Linked DNA regions of Zea mays: region 1 is linked to region 2. Evidence: chromatin contacts called from public HiChIP or PLAC-seq data. All regions are on one chromosome and are shown on one strand. Each heading gives the region's core, a stretch centred on a gene start, on an enhancer-like site or on the middle of the called end of the contact. The rest is flanking DNA. Distances are from core to core; before and after follow the strand shown.

Region 1 (5,283 bases), core at 2,404-4,903, 44 kb after region 2:
CGAGCTCACCATGATGGCGAGAATGGAGCTAACGGCGATTGGGACGACTCGGGCAGGCGAGGGGTGAGGGGACGGCTCGGGCACAGTGGCGGGGTGGTTGCTGAGGCCGGTGCAAGCCTTAATGGCGAGGCGACGGGGCGAGAAGCGCTCGGCGGCGAACGCGCCGGTGAGGCATGGGCGAGAACGACGGAGCTGACAGGCGGGCCCGAGCTGCCAGGGAGAGGGAGCGGCGCGAGAGGGAGGGAGGCAAGTCACTGACGGGTGGGGCTGAGCTGTCAGCGGAGGCGCGGGCGCGCGGAGCTGGGCCGCCTAGGCCGGGGAGAGGGGAAGGGGAGCGCGCGCGACGCGGGTTGGGCCGGATTCGGGCCAGCCGAGGGGGGGGGGGGAGTTTCTCTTTTTCTTTTTCTGATTTCTATTTCTTTTCTTTTCCTTTTCTATTTTTGTTTCTTCTCATTTCTTTTTCCTTTGAACCAAAATTTTTCTAAATGATCTTGAGTGATAAATATAGTCTAAGTGAGGTGCTCCTATCATTTCAAGTGTATGCATATGATGAGGTGATCTAGGGGTAGAGTTAAGGGAGAAAATAAATTAAAGGGGGGGGGTTAGGAGGTTAGGGTTTCAAACCTTGGGTTGGGATTTTTGGGATGTTACAACCTTGTTCGCCATTCTACTTCTTTTCTCTCTCCCCTCATGCCTCCACCTTCGCGCCACCCATTCTCGGCAGAGGGCGTAGGAGCATGCGCCTCATCCCTATATTCGTCTGACACCAACCCCGACACCGACTCGCACAGTGGCTATTGCACGTCCATGAGAACAATTCACATCATGTGTGCACCATCGTTTTCGCCGTCGTTGGACGTCCCGTTTGTCTTCCCGGCCCTCGCCCTATTCTTCCTCCCCAACCTACTGTCCCCGCCCACGGTCGCAGCCGTGAGCCGTCCGACGCTCGTCGACGCGAGTACAACGTGAGTTGGTCATGCTCCTGGCCTTTCTCCGTGCGTGCCGTTGAGGAGGACATGGTGGCACCTGCCAACTTAGGTTATCTTGGCGATGAGGAGTCCAGGTCTGAGATATTGGTCAACCAAGGCCCGTAGCGTGGCAGCAGTCGACGTATGCTACGTAGCTGGTGGTAGTGTTGTGTTGCTTCGGCGGATCCAGGGCTAGGAAGACACTTGCATTCTCTCGCCCTTCTCGGATTGACGCTTGGTGTGGGTGCCTCTCAGTTTGGAGCTGCTCCAGCTGGGCTTCTTTCTCCACTTGCGTGCTCTCTCCCTATATATCTAGCGGTATACTACCTATGTCGCCTCCAGATGTCCAGGTCTTCGTCGTGTCCTTCTCCGGCAACGAATAAGTATGTCCACCTTTTCCCTCCCCCTTCTGCTCTACAAAACCTTGGAAATGGGGGAGACGAGGGATGGGGGTCTCTGATTTGCTGCCTATGGTACCCGTGCGTTCATAAAAAATATTATGCAAAGAGCGGAGACAATCAATAAAAAATCTTGAGATCTTTTTGGTGGATAATTTACGTGGGTATTGTTGTGAGCCGTCACAACGCACGGGTAACCGACTAGTGGTTGTTAAATGTGGGGAGGAAATAAGGTTAGATAAGAAGTGACTAAATTTATGAAGTTAATTTAGATAGCTTTTGGAGAGTATTTTTATGCTAACTATCTAAATTATTGTTGTAGAGAGTCATTTAGAAAACTACTAGAATTGCTCTTACTAACCATCCCAACCTAGCTAACAATAGCTAATAGCTTGACAAATGACATATCTACCCCTACTTCAGTGTATGGATCTGTTTTTGTTGTTGATAAGCAAACTTACCCTAGCAGCAATGTCAAGCATTGAGTTTTGAAGGCTCAAGGTTAGGTGTGGTTGTTTGGCTTAAACAGCTTGGCTACATGGATCCATACATCTCAATCGGAAAAGTATCAATAGAAGGAGAATCGAACGATATCTTTTTCGAAACAAATAAAAAGGAAAAAAAGAGAACCCAGAAAAAAGAACCATTTAGAATAGCCAAACAGATTATATTTGTTGAGAAATGCAAAATGATATGGAGATGATCCTCATTATCTATTTTGGCCAATTGTATCATTTCCTTGATTTACTAACCTCTATAAGAAACACAGACATGAATAAAAAAGGAATTGTTCGAATAGTATCCACAAATATTACTGAAAACATTGTTAAAATACTTCTACGAGAGAGTTTTATTGAAAGTGTTCGAAAACCTTCCCAACCACGATTTTTTATTCTATTTTGTTATTTCGCATAGAAATAACAAATTCTAACGATACTAAAAAACAGTGGGTTCCATCGTTTTTATGGTTCCCTTTTAAACGGCGAGACTCCTGATGTCTATGAAGGAGTGTGGTTCGTTCGACAAATTCCTACCTCTATCCGAGGTGTTTGGGTTTTGCAAAATTCGACTAATTCACCTGACATTATTTCACCAAGACCTATAATACGAAATAACTTAATATTGGAATAAATCACTCATTATAGCAATTAATAAATGGAAAGAATTTGGCATTAGTTCATGAGAAATTCTGTATGGATAGGGATAAAGGAAGGAAAGAATAAATAAAGATCCTTTTTGTATCGTGTTCCATATCTTTTGTCATACTCTTCTTTCCGCGGGAGGTGTATACTTAAAAAAAAGAATAAAGGGTTAATTCATTCTTGATAGCCATTTCCTTAACCTACATGCCTTCTTGATACGAATTCCATTATTATAAAGAAAATCATGCATGTATTTTTAGTCCCTTGGATCCAAACAAACTTTAGATTATACTAACCATGTAATATTTTAGATGTGCCATGTTTGTAAGCTAGGGCCCAACCATTTAATGTTTTAGATGTGCTCTGTTTGTAAGCTAGACCCCAACCATGTAATGTTTTAGAAGTGCTATGTTTGTAAGCCAGAATCCACGTGAAACACAAGACTGAAAAACACAAGAACAAGAAATACACATGAATAAAACTGAAATTATGCACGAATAAGAGAGATAAAAAAACACACATGATCGTTGTGGGATTGCCCCCTTTGAATGTAGGAAAAGCAAAGAAAAAAATAGGATCCCTATATACCAAATTACTACAACATTCTTTGGTATGCAAGAAATTGATAGCAAGAAAAATATAGGAAACTATTATTTGTGTTTGATTTTATAGTAAAAACTTCCACTCAAAGCCGAGCATCTAAGCATAGGAAACTATCATCGTTTCTTATATTCCCCACGGTTCATCTAAGCATCTTTCTCTATATTTTTCGTTTTTTATTCTATTATATATATACATCCCTATCCAATTCATGCATTTTTCTACCTTCTATTTTTTTCGAACGAGAAATTATGATTCAGGACAGTGCAGAAAAAGAGAATACGGTTAAAGCCGAGCGTTGAAGAGTAAAACTTCCCCCACAAATAATTACTCAACCCCGACGAGAGAAAAAAAAAACACTTTTCATAAAAAAACAGTGTGCCAGCAGATGGGTCCCACCCCACTCCACCCATCAGATCTCACCAACCACCTCACCACACCCCACCCCACCCCCAAAACCACACGAACCCAGAGAGTGGATTATAAATAAGCCCTCCCAAACCCCTTCCATTTCCCGTGCTCCTCTCCTCCTCCTCACCTATCATCGCCGCTGCGCCGTCTCCTCCGCTCCCGTCGTCCGGGTAAGCAACCGCGCGCGGCGCCCCCCTCTCGTTCATATCGTTTCGCGCTTGGTGTTGTGGGGATCCGTGTGTACGTGCGTGGCCGATGCTCTGCTTCCGTCCGCCCCCCGGCCCCCGCCCGATCGGCCTGGCGACGCTGCCGGGATCAGCGTCTGACTGGCCCGCCCATTTTTCTCCTTATCCGGTTGGCCTGGCTAGGTCCGGGTTCGATTATTGGACTAGAGCATCGTCGATCTGGTGATGCGGGTGGGCTGGTTTTGGCCCCCGAGCAGAGCTCTGGATCTGAGCTCTGCTCGGTCCGATGGATCTCGGTCCGATGGATCTGTTGGGAGTGGACAAACTGCTTCGCTCTCGCTTGGCACGCGACCACGCGTTGAGATCTGATAGTTATGTTCCAATCGGCCGCTGGTGAGGTTCTGCCGGGGTTTAGTTTAGTTTGGATCTGAGGGGGGTTTAGTTCAGTTTAGTTTTGGATCTGAGGTGTGTTTGATTTTAGTTTAGACCATGTTGACTTCTGTGACGACGACTAGTACTGGCTTCGCTTTGCGGATCATTATTATTTCAGCTGCTCCGTGCGCGCGGCTCTGTCGAGATCCAACACATTTTTTTTGTTATTATTAATAGTCTATACGAAGTGGTAGCTTGTGCTGGCACCCAGCGCATCAAGCGTCTGTCGTTTGACTGGCTGGCTGCGCTTCCGCATGGTTGGACTTGCCAGATCTTTCTGATTCGGAGGCCGGAATATGCCGTCAGCCACTGCGTGTGAGTGCAGTGTGGAGTGGCATGCGCCGTGCTGATGTCCTGGATCCACCCACTGGTAACCAATTATTATTGGTTAGGTAAAGTGTATCTAGTTGGCCAGCACCCACCCCTCGGGACTGGGCCCCACTTTCTGTTGGTGTGCCCCTTACCTAACTGACCTACCTACTAGGATGAACCTATTTTATTCCTTGATTGAAGCTTTAACTTTTACTAGATGTAGAATCCGATGCATAAGGGTCAGGAGCTTTGTTAGATATACTACTAAATTTATCATAGTATAGTGGTATAGTGCGCACAATGCTGTCTTTGTCGGATTATCAGCAATATACGAGTATGAACATGGAGTTCATAGTTATTATTTTGATTGGCAAAACGTAATCAAAACGTTTACCGTATAAAGTGACTCTTAATTTGGTATTGTTAACGAGACATTTTTTTATATATTATTATGTGGTCGTGACACAGATTCCTGATCTCTGTTGCAAGATCCCGTTTTCAATACTCCCTTCTTTCAGCATGACCTTAATCATATCGTTCTCATCAATAAACATCTGTATTCCTTGTTACAATAGTTGACATGGTATTTCTGACTGTAATTCTATTTATGGCACAGAAAGATGGCGTCCCACATTGTTGGATACCCTCGCATGGGCCCCAAGAGGGAGCTCAAGTTTGCACTTGAGTCTTTCTGGGATGGGAAGAGCACCGCTGAGGATCTGGAGAAGGTTGCTACCGACCTCAGGGCCAGTATCTGGAAGCAGATGGCTGATGCTGGGATCAAGTACATCCCCAGCAACACTTTCTCGTACTATGACCAGGTCCTTGACACCAC
Region 2 (5,844 bases), core at 1,851-4,350:
AATATATTCTCAATGATAGATATAATATTCGGATACAGTTCAGATAATACTGATATTTTCCACCTTTTTGTTGTAAGGAGTAAATAATGTATAAAAATTTAGCAATTTTTTGTTCTTATTTATAATAATGTGCTTGATAACATAAGAAAAGGTTACCATCAAATTTCATACATATCTATTTAAAATATTAAAATTTTCGTAGCTATTTAGACACTCGTTTTCATCCCTATTGGTTGGTGGTCGTGCTAAACTTGGGCACGAGCAGGAGCCATCAGATGGGCAATTAGAGAGGTTGGTAATATCATAAGTTATCTTGCTACTCATTGATTAGAGATCTCCATTGATTAATGATTACATATGAGAAAAGGATTACAAAGTCAAACATCCATGAGGATCATGACCTTATAGCTCCCTATCACCTCATGGTTGTGGTGGGTGTTCTAGCCTATGGTCCTAATCCACCTCTATGTATACCCTATAAGCGAACACTTGTGCACGAGTGTCTGGATTTGATTGAATTAGTCTAGCCCTTAACCTCCCCTAGTGTGTGTGAACATGGAATAGTTCCACAACTCCTATCTTTTATACTGCAAAATCTGAAAAGAGAAGAGAGGTTGCATCACCCTTTCATACGGGTTTTGTGTCCCGGAAGGTTTGGGGTTGCCGCTTTAGGGTTGATTTGGTGACAAGGAAATCACAGAAGGATTGGAGGGTTTGAGGGGGGAAATAAACTAATTTCCCGTCAATCCCCTCTAATCCCTCTGTGATCCATGGTCACCAAATGAGCCCTTAATGGTGTGAGGTCAGAGATAATAATGAACTCTGGACCAGCAAAAGGCCCCTAGAGTCTAAAGTTTATATAAATTTATGAAAGTAAAAAAATATTTTAATATTTTCGTCATTGTTTTCTAGAAAATATAATATACTTTTTTGAGTTTTCAATAAATAAAACATAAGTAAATATTTTTAGTTTGATTTATCGCCTCCATAGCTCACTTGACACCAGACTAAAGTTTAGCATGTATCGCATGGGATGTTTGAATGTCTATTACGAGTATTAAATATAGTCTAATCATAAAATTAATTACATAACTAAAGACTAAACGATGAGACAATTTGTTAATACCTCGTTTGGATGTAGATATTGGAGCACAAAATTGGGAATTGGAACCAGCTTTCTTAAATCTTGTTGTTTGGTTGCACGTGGAATTAAGATTTGGAATCTGAGGCCCAATTCTCTGGAATTGGACTATTACTAGAAGCCCTCTCTCCCAATACAAAACATCACCCCTCGGTATTGCGTGGAATTAGACTGCACAATTCTAAACGCCAATTCAGTGACATCCAAACAATAGAATTGGAATTACATTCATTTCAATACCATGCCTAATTTGGTATTCAACCCAATTCAAATTCAATTCCACCCTCTTCAATATCGACATCCAAACGGAGCACAAACTTAATTAATCCATGATTAGCAAACTTTTACTATAGCACCACATCATTGACTAATTAGACTTAATATGTTTGCCTTGTTGTTTAGTTTTTACCTTTACAGTTGGTGTTGTAATTAAAGTGTTTAATGTTTCTAACTGGCATAGTAACATGCGATGTGATACGGGCTAAAACTTACCACCGTGTAGTAACTTGCTAAAACTTACCACCGTATAGTGTAACAAACAGCCTCGTAGACTAAAGGCAACACCTAAACCGTCAGGTAAAGAAAAAACGACATAAAAAGGCGAGAGGGAACCAAAATCAGGTTGTACGTGAGAAGCACGATGGAACGGACTGGACATGTTTGGTATAGCTCCATTTTATGATTCTATAGCTTTCGATAGCTAGTTTTTGTAGTAGAGTGATTTTTGAGTAATTCTCCGGCATAGACGAGTCTATCTAATGGAAAATGTTTGGCAAACGGTATGTAAATTAATTAACGAAGGGTTAGAGATAGAGAGCAAGTGGGTAGCGGTGGGGAGCAGATTATTTTTACTTCCAACTCTCAACGGAGTAGCCAGGTTGGTTTTTTTTCGTTCCGAGAGTGATTGCTGAGACTGACTGCAGCGGTCGACGCTACCGCTCTCCCTCCCTTTGCATGTCGGCTGTAGGGGGCACCCTATGGCCACAGCGGTGCCCCTACAGCGCCCCCTACGTGTCGGTTCTCTTCTCTCTCCCCAGATCTAGCGTGTCACTGTTCATCATCCTAAACACTGTGCTGTGGGTCCACGAGTAATTGTTAGTAGATAAAAAATTGATAGTTGGTATAGAAAATGATATTTTATAGTGGTAGTGGGGTATAGAGGGAGTATTTAGGGGGAACCGCTGCGGGAGATGAAAAAATAGGAGGAAAAATAGGGGGGAAAATGATATAGGGGGAAAAATTTAGAGGTAACGGTTGCGGATAGCCTGAACGTGAAGTTGCTACTGTTTGGGGCCCACAGCGGGGCTGCTAGTTCCAAGATCCAATCGCGGCCATGCATGGGATTGCCGCCACTTTCACCGCATTGGCGCGTCGTGTCCGTCCGTGTGACTGCCATCCCGTGTTCACGTAGAGACAAGGCCACGTGAGGCTCTGCCATTGGCCCTCCCCCATCCGGTCCGCCACTGTCAGTCTACCTCCCATCATCCGTGTGGCCCAAGCCCGCGTTAAAAAAATGAGAACATTGTTTTGATAAACGACCGCACTACATCCTAGTGGTCGATGCCTGCGATTGCTACGGTTTTAATCTAACTATAGCTACAGATTCTATAATATTTTGTCTTTATAAATTACAGTAGCAGCAGTATGAACAGCTGCGCCTATAGTAGCCGGTGAAATAAATATGCACTGCCTTTGACTTGTGCATTATATTTATCCAACCTCGATCCATGAGTTATATGATCCAGTTTATGCACGTTGGTAGCTATAGAAGCATATAATGTCCAGTAGGTGCACCAAGGTTGACTGAAGAGTACTACGTATTGAGGAACATATTACTAACTGATTCTTTCTTTTGTACTCTGAAAAAAATGAATAAAAGAAAAATGAACGGTGCAAGTAGCGCGCGCGGCACTATCTCACCAACCCCCAACCACGCCCCACCTTTTTTGTTTGTTGTTGCTGCTGTGTCACCTACCTACTCCGCCGATACCCTCCAGACGTCTCCGTCTCCGTCTCCACATGTGTTTTACTCACTGCATGAACCGCTACCGGTTCTCACGAGGCGGCCCTCATCATTTCGATTTGGCAAATGCATGGAGAAAATTGGAAAGAAAGAAAGAAAGAAAGAAAGCCGGCGCTTAAACACACGCTGTCCGAGCCGCTGCATGCAGATACGTCCAAGCAAGTAGCGACCACACTGAAATATCTGCCGGTAGCTGCCATGCCACGCGCTGCTGTGCTGCATCGATCGTGGATCATGCATGCACAATAATCACCACGAGATGAACATGCGGCGAAAGAGATCGAGCGAGACAGGCTGCTTTCTGGAAAGCGTACGTCTTTAATCCTGCTTCGCGCACAATTGGTGGCGTGCATAATAAAACCCTTCTCTTCTATTACGAAGAAAGAGTGCGATCTGCAGATCTTAACAGACAGTTTTGGTGAAGCACCAATCAGATTCAGAGGTAGCTAGGTGTCCGCTGTCCAAGTGGTCCCCTCTCTCAACCACCACCTGCACATGCCCGCACATCAAACGCCATGGTTTTGCCATCGGTCTTAACCTCGATCGATCTTAACCTGTATGCCTTCTTTAAATGCATTAGATCTAACAGTAGTTGCAGACATCCAAACAGCCCGACCAGCTATTGTCTAAAGACATCCAAACACCCCTGCTGGCTAATAATGTAGCTAACTATTTAGTTGTACCTTCAACTACCCATTATTCCATTGGCTGGTTCAACCCAACTAGGACTGGCTAGTATTTAGACAGCTGCTAGTTAGCCAGCTAATTCCACTCATAATTTTTTTAGCCAGCTAACTATTAGTTTTAGCGCATCCAAACATGTTCTTAGTCAAAGAAGCGGCACATGGTCTCAGAAGCAGATCGTCCCAGGTCGATCGAATGTAGGAACATCACCGTGTAAATTCTACTTGCAATTTTTTTTTCTTAAGTATAGACGAACCAACATTTCAAGTGTTTCTCGAACTATTTTTTTCAGCGGAGAGGGTTATCTACATTGTACTCGGTGAATTGTCGTGCCATCATGTCATCTAACCAGCATATCACTTCCTAACAGCTCTTAGGTTCAACACGCCGGATCGTCGTCTCCAAGGTACTCAAAGACGTAATTTTCTTTGTTGCTGCAAGGGCCAGATACATCGCTTAAGGAAGCTAGCAGGTGGCAACTATACTAGCAGCGGTCAGCCCTACTTCCTCCAACGCATTTGTCTTCTAGAGTAGACCGACCTATTCTTAGTGTTGATTGCTCATTTCTTGATGCGCAGGGCCCGTAGCTGTAGCTGTTCTTCGGCTGAGACGTCGATGACTTCGTCATCTTCTGTTGCATCCTCGCCCTCTGGTGGAGCGAAGCCTGGAGGTGGTGCTTGTGGTTGTCCTCCGGAGCTGCACGTGCGTAGGGTGTCTTCGGGAGTGGGTTGTTCGTTGCGCTGTCTCTTGCTGAGAGCTTCGTCTTCGCAGGCTTCTTGGGGTGTTATCTGCGAGGGCCTTGCCCTTTTTCTCGGCTAGCAGTGCTGCCTTCGCTGCTTCGTCGATGGATGGGGCTGCCTTCGAACTAGCTCTCTTGGGTGCCATCACGGGTGGTTTGTTCGTAGCACGAACGGTGGGCACCAAATGTTGGAACTTGCTCTCCTGGGCAAGTGGATCCAACAGGAGAGTGGTGAGAGTGCACGTAAGGTTTAATGATGAAAGACAATAGCTCTGTTAATCTGGCCTCTCAAGGGCACTGTACGGGGGTATTTATAGGTACCCGAGCGTCGAACGTCCCAAGACAAGGACGGTTATGTCCTCGGGTACCCGGATTATCCCCAGAATATTCTCATAAAGGAGGGTTACAGACCGTCATTACAGAAAAGCTATTACAGATGAGGCCCGTAACTTGCCTGCCCACGCGGGGCCCGTTACAGTGGGCCAAATTCCACGTGGGCCTCCGGGCGAGATGAGGGACGTGGGACCGGCGGACTTCGTCAGGGGTCTAGCCTTCGTCTTGCGATGGAGAGGACGAAGGGCGACCGCGCCAGCCGTCACGCGTCTGTTGATGTGGCGACGCGACGAAGGCTTCGCACGAAGGGTAGCGTCTTCGCCTTCGCCCCAACACAGATCTTCTATTCCTTGTTTGTGTTTAGGAGGCTATAGGTAAAGTACTCGTCTTTCACCTCAACACAAAGCTAGAAGGCAGCCCCACTAACTATGATATATAGGGGCCTTGGCACTAGGTTGGGGTTAGAGGCAGAAGAGAGCGACACTTGAAGCAATTCCAAGGAAGGACTCGTAGATGCAGAGATATATAGATCGCCAATGGAACTAGGATTGGAATGGTTGAGGGTGATAGAGTAACAACCCTCGCAAGACATTAGAGGCAGGTAGCCTGAAACCTTGATAAGAGGAAGAAGTCTAAACTACTATTTCACATATCATTGGAGAAGGGAAAAGATGGTCCCTATGCTCTTTCCACTCGCCATTGGCCTTGTCACGGAGTATTATGTTAGATGCTTGGGCAAGCATATCTAGTCCCTTCATCCTTGGTGGCTCTTAGGCAATGAAAAGGTTAGGCGACGCTAACCCGACCCCCGTCTTTGTTAGCTTTGACTTTGTTGCTCGACCGTCTTCATCGTTGTGCTGATGTATGCAGGAATCTTCACTCACATTCAACAGGGCGATCACAAGTTAGGGCTTATGTGTTTAT

What was found. HiChIP or PLAC-seq counts read pairs in DNA pulled down with a chosen protein or histone mark.
Region 1: a contact with region 2 is called in an H3K4me3 HiChIP or PLAC-seq map of leaf, with 3 times the contacts expected there. The contact joins the promoter of LOC541942 here to the enhancer-like site in region 2. A contact is called at or near these places in 9 of 25 Hi-C or Micro-C datasets (bundle sheath, ear, endosperm and 2 more) and 2 of 3 datasets of contacts at active chromatin or transcription factors (leaf and seedling).

Annotation. Positions count from the first base shown.
Region 1 is chr1:180,903,139-180,908,421 of Zm-B73-REFERENCE-NAM-5.0, forward strand. LOC541942 reads left to right here and starts at 3,654. Exons shown (of 13, transcript NM_001319775.1): 1 at 3,654-3,689; 2 at 5,065-5,283. The coding sequence starts at 5,069.
Region 2 is chr1:180,859,556-180,865,399 of Zm-B73-REFERENCE-NAM-5.0, forward strand. No RefSeq gene overlaps it. Among protein-coding and RNA genes, the nearest start is that of LOC103640631, 35 kb to the left of the region's middle. Within about 2 kb of position 3,101, at least 19 of the 20 cell types and tissues checked have an H3K27ac peak or open chromatin away from gene starts, as enhancers often do. A contact at or near this core is called in bundle sheath, ear, endosperm and 3 more, where this site is marked.